2 separate regions of the Sus scrofa genome follow, and region 1 is linked to region 2. The links are chromatin contacts, called in public HiChIP or PLAC-seq maps. All regions are on one chromosome and are shown on one strand. Each heading gives the region's core, a stretch centred on a gene start, on an enhancer-like site or on the middle of the called end of the contact. The rest is flanking DNA. Distances are from core to core; before and after follow the strand shown.

Region 1 (2,700 bases), core at 137-2,636, 290 kb after region 2:
AAATGTGCACACACACCTCATTTTAAGAAAACAATTGCAATTACTCTATGAGACCTTAAATCTCTTGCCTATTCAGATAACGAATGGGTAGGAAACCCTAGACTCCAAGTTTTCTCTGAGTGTAGGGATTAACTCTAGAGATGATGGGGGTGGGAGCAGGCGGGAGACTCAGGTAACCTACGGGACAGGAGGTTACGAAGCTGAACGGATCAGGAAATGGGGGGACGTTCTAGAGATGACAGGTGAGCTCAGAGGGGATGGGGGTGGGGAAAGTGATCCCTGAGCATAGGCTCCTTAACTAGGTGGGAGCTGGGTGGGTGGAGAGCCAGGTGGAAGGGTCACTCGGAGATAGCCCTCAGTGCTTTCTTACCAGTGGCTCGCTAGGCCCCAGCTGTCTCCCACTATTGCTACTCTGGGAGTAGGATTCCAAACTACTTGAGGGGAATGCCTAATAAAACAGAGCACCTAACAGGCCTGAGGAGGCTGAAAGATTCCTTCATGCAAAGCGATTGCCCACCCCCAGCCGGGCCCGCGTCTCACCAGCCGCCAGGCGCAGGCTGCGGAGGCTCCCCATGGCCGCCCACTCCGCGGACCAGCAGAGAGGCCCAGGCCGGCGGTGGTGCGGCTGCGCTCTGTGCTCAATGTCACCCAGCGCTGAGAAAGTAAGGCCTCGAGAGGCACCGGCGGGCGGGGCCTGCGGGATGAGGGGTCGTGCTTTGCGCGCGGGGTTGTGGGCGGGGCGTGCGTGACGCGCAGAGCGTGCAGATCGTGCATGGAGGTCAGACTGTACCTTCTGCCGGCCCGCTGGGCTCCGCCCCGCTTGGCGCCTAATCCTGGACTTGTCCTTAAGAATATTCCTTTGGAGTTTATTGAAGGGTTTTGCAATGTTGCATCTAAGAAAGTACTCGTTTAAAATAGAAACAAAGTAATGTGCTTATTGTAGGAATTTTGTGAACTGTAGATCCCAAAGTCACACTGCCTCGGTAATTCAGTAAGTCAATACATTTTTTTTTTCATTTTTCAATGAATACGTATACGCCTGTATCAAAACTACATAACTGGGTTCCTAGTGACCAGTGTTTTTCACCTCTTGCTGACTTGCTACCTGAGAAATTCACATGTATGCTTCCTATGTTGTTTTCTATTTGCCTATTTTTTTAAAGTAGAAGTAAACACTTCATTATTTCCATACCTATTACCTTATTCATCCTTTACCCCACACTGCCAGAAACACCTTTTCTTTACATTTCTTGGTCGGCCCAAATTCTGAAAAGCTCCTTTGCTCTAGGGACTGGATGGAAGGGTTAAGAAAAACCTCACTTCGACTTTAGAGTTCCCCCTGGGACAACCTAGTTGGTGCGACCCGGAAACTGTTTTCCCTTTTTGTAAGAGAAAGGGATTGGAGAAAAACGATCCCTTAAAGTTCTGGCTTTCTTCGATCCATGTATCTGGGCCGGTTCCAAGAAGATATCTTAAAGGAACAGGAATAAAAAGATGGATAGCAGCGTTACGAGTTTCGGTGTGGGTGGCGAGCATAGGAAAAGACAAAGCTTGAGCTTGGCTGTCTCGAGTCCCCTAGTTGTTTTTGGTCAGGCGGCGCCGCGGACACCTTTGCTCCGCGGTGATTGGCTCGCGGCGGGGGCCTCGTGTTTGTCCAATATGGCGGCGCCCAGTGGCAGTGTGAACTGTGAGGAGTTCGCCGAGTTCCAGGTGATGGGTTTTTTTTCGTGTGGCAGGCGTGCCCCTTCTTTTGTTCTGGGCCCCTGTTCCCTGCTCTAGCTTGGAAGGGAGTGCGGACCAGTTGGGGCAGAATCGGGCAGTTCAAAACTCCTTTTTCGAGCCATTGGAGGTCATGGGGGCACAGCTTGGCCTTAGGGAGTGAGGGTGCTCCATTGGGGTCATGGTTCTCCCTGCGACTCCCAAGCCTTGATTAACTGCACCCAGGAACGCCAGGTGGTTCCTCGGCGGTAAAGCTGAACCCAGGCCGAGTGGGTAGGGGTTTTAACAACATTTTAGCCATCCACTGAACTCACTTCTTAGCTTCTGCTATTCTTCTCCTACTTTAAGTTAAGCATTTGTAGATGAGAAGAAACTGGAGGAGAGGTTACTTTTTTTTGTTTTGTTTTGATAAAGCAAAAACTTGTTTTACTATTGTGGTAGGGCAGAACATTTGGAGCCATGGAGGGGTGATTAATTCTAGTACTTGCTCTGGTTCTCTGCCTCCTAATCCTTAGAGAGAATGTAACATTTAGGAAATAGGCTCTTTTATATATTCAAACGCCAGAGGTCCAGGGCAACTTATTAACCAATGAATTAAAGAACAGGGTGTCTAGATTTCGACCAAGCTACTATGACGTTATCTGTTCCAATGTAGGCATAAATGTGCCACTGCCTAGATAGAGTTGAATTTAAAAATCGTGACTAGGAGTTCCCGTCATGGCGCAGTGGTTAACGAATCCGACTAGGAACCATGAGGTTCCGGGTTCAATCCCTGGCCTCTTTCAGTGGGTTAAGGATCTGGCGTTGCAGTGAGCTGTGGTGTAGGTCACAGACATGGCTTGGATCCCGCGTTGCTGTGGCCCTGGCGTAGGCCGGTGGCTACAGCTCCGATTGGACCCCTAGCCTTGGAACCTCCATATGCTGCAGGAGCGGCCCTAGAAAAGACAAAAAAAAAAAAAATCGTGACCACACAAAGGTATT
Region 2 (2,700 bases), core at 135-2,634:
CATGCCTGTGGTATGTGGAAATCCCCAGACCAGGGACTGAACCTACATCATAGAAATGACAGCAGACAGTTAACCTGATGAGCCACCAGAGAACTCCACCCACCACACTTCCTTTTATTCTTTTAAAGGTGGTTTAATAAGAGAAGACCGAAGACTTTTTTAAATACAAGGACCCCTTTATAATCGCATAAAATTTCCCAGACCCACACGTTTTTTTTTTTTTTTAGTGCTGGTCTCCAGACCTCACTCGTGCACAGCGAACAGATGGGGGCTCACTCCTCAAACCACAGTGCAAGGCGCTCTCTGCCCCCACCCCACCCCACCCCCGCAGCATATCAGGGATTGGAGGGCGCCTTGAACTTCCCTGCATAGACGCCTTCGCTTTCCAGCCTCCAGCACTGCAGTTCCCATCGGAAGAGCCTGGCTCAATATCTCATCTCGCGTATCAAGACCTGAATTCACTCTCAGGAGTCAGTTTAGATGTGACTCTCCCTGGAAACTTTCTCTTCCCTTCAAACTGTGTTCCCAGAAACCTCTGGAATTCCAGAACCGATGCTTTCATAGGAGGAAGTCCAAAATTGCAATGGCATTGCAACTCTGCCAATAACACACGAGGTAGCCTCGTAAAATAAGGCGGGTGCACCTGCTCTCAGGAGGCTCCTTTATGTCCTGGAGCTAAATGTTGATTTAACTCACCTGCGCGGTCCGTCGCCGCCTCCAAGAGCGCCTGGAAGCTCACCGCCCGCGACGCATGCACATTGTCCATTCTGCTCCCCCCGCGCCCCCGCTACGCTGCCGCCGGAACCGGCTGGATTCTCCCGCAGGCAGCGTGCCCCAGCCATAGGTCTTCCCTAGAAGGCGAGCCCACCTGTCCCCACTCACCCGCACCCTTGTCCCCCTCACCATCATTGGGATAGAAGAGCACTAGGAAGCGGGATGGGCTCCCCGGTTCCTGGAGGACCTCACACTCCCCGCCTCCTGATTTCTTCGGGCTCTGGAAGTACAACTGCAACTTGGTGCTCAAGTTCTTCGGCGGGTCGGGGCCCCAGGACCCTTCAACCAGCAGAGGGAAGGAGCCAGGCTCAGACATTCTCACCTTCGCAGGTTCAACTGCGACTGCCGGTCCCTCCCCAACTCCCAGCAGTTAAGCCTCTTTCGCTTTCGTTTCCGGGAAAACTCCTCCTGCCCTTAAGTTTTCACTTTTGGCTGTAAAGAGCCGCCCCAAGATTGGACTAGAGACCCCCCCCCAATTCTTCATCTTCATCTCTGGACCACACCAAAGGCTGGCATCGCCTTTGCAGCCTCCCTTTAGTTCCGAACGGAGGGCCCTAGGCTCAGCGCACCATTTGCCATTCACCCACACCACAGCTGAAATCAGCAGCCCTGGGTCACTAGACCTGTGCACACACAAAGATAGCTTCATTTTGGCCACAGGCCAATTTACAAACTGATTCTTTAGAATGTTTGGGGCCCATTTGGGGACTTCTTTCAACAATTTATTAGCATATTTTTAACCTTTCCTCCTTTTGCATTTTGTTCCCCGATCTGTGAATATTCTATGCCTAGAAATGCTGGGGAAAACAGTACATTCACAACGATTTTTTAATAAAATATTTGCTAGGTGCATGCCTTCAGAATGGATTCAACAGACAGACACAGTCTCTGCCCTCACTGGGCTCAAGAAGCTGTGGGACAGAGGAGTTAGAACACAGGAATAAGTGCTTTTGGAAGGAATATACAGGTGTTCCTGGAACAAGTTAGGAGGGGATCTTAGGCCAGGTGTGGGGGCTTGGAGGGTTTATGGAGAGGCAAGTTGTAACCTGAAGCCTAAGGGTGGTTGGGGATAACCTTGGAGGGTTGGGAAGAGGGAGTTCCCTGTGACATGCACAGGATCCCTTGGACTGCTGTGTGGTAGCCAGAGCAGAGGAAGGAGGCCAGTCAGGTGGCTACTGTAGCATCTCAGGCAAAAAATGAGGGTAGCTAGGACCAGGGATCTGGCAAGGACTGTCTCCTGGGTACAGGGGATGAGGTATAGAAGTAGGTGATTTTGAATGACTGCTGATGGGTAAGTGTGAGAATTCTCTTCTGATGGATTGTCTTTTCTCTGTGAAGGAGGTGCTGCAGTCTCTTAGTCTCTGCCAGATTAGAGCTGCTTCTCCCTGCAGGGCTGGACCTCACCTGTTATCTCTTAGTCACAATGAAACTAAATTTCAGGAAGAGAACCAGAGATGGGCCAAAGAGAGTTTCCTGGGCTTGTATTTTGGTTCCTAATAGTGCTTAAGGGTACTAGCTAGGTATTTTCTCCTGCCTCCAGCTTTCTTCCTGCAGGTGGCGCTTATCATCAGTTCAAACCACCCTGGACCCCAGCAAGGGGAAGTGGAGAGAAGGCAGAAAGCCCAGTCAGAGTTCTCAGCCACACCCTGGAATTTCTCATCGGGGTGTTCTCACCCTTTAACTCCAAGCCACAACTAAGTCAGCACCTTCCCCTCCCCAGTTTGGAGGTCCAGAATTGAGCAAACAGTTTATCCTCGTCCTCACACCATCATTTTACAAAAAAGAACAATCAGAGTGAAACTGAAACTGTGTAAGTTTTAGCTAGCCATTTCTGGATTTCTCTCCAGGATTTATTTAAGTATCAGCAATGTGCTTTGTCACACACATGGTCTGCTCATCATTCCTGGGTCAATTGGGAAGGAACTC

Evidence for each region. HiChIP or PLAC-seq counts read pairs in DNA pulled down with a chosen protein or histone mark.
Region 1: a contact with region 2 is called in an H3K27ac HiChIP or PLAC-seq map of alveolar macrophages. The contact joins the promoter of CCDC58 here to the promoter of PARP14 in region 2. A contact is called at or near these places in 1 of 47 Hi-C or Micro-C datasets (alveolar macrophages) and 1 of 2 datasets of contacts at active chromatin or transcription factors (alveolar macrophages).

The regions. Positions count from the first base shown.
Region 1 is chr13:138,151,040-138,153,739 of Sscrofa11.1, forward strand. CCDC58 (coiled-coil domain-containing protein 58) reads left to right here and starts at 1,387. Exons shown (of 5, transcript XM_003358793.4): 1 at 1,387-1,710. The coding sequence starts at 1,495. It overlaps FAM162A (family with sequence similarity 162 member A), which reads right to left and starts at 673. Exons shown (of 5, transcript NM_001243573.1): 1 at 541-673. The coding sequence starts at 574.
Region 2 is chr13:137,863,999-137,866,698 of Sscrofa11.1, forward strand. PARP14 (poly [ADP-ribose] polymerase 14) reads right to left here and starts at 1,385. Exons shown (of 17, transcript XM_021070260.1): 1 at 904-1,385. The coding sequence starts at 1,090.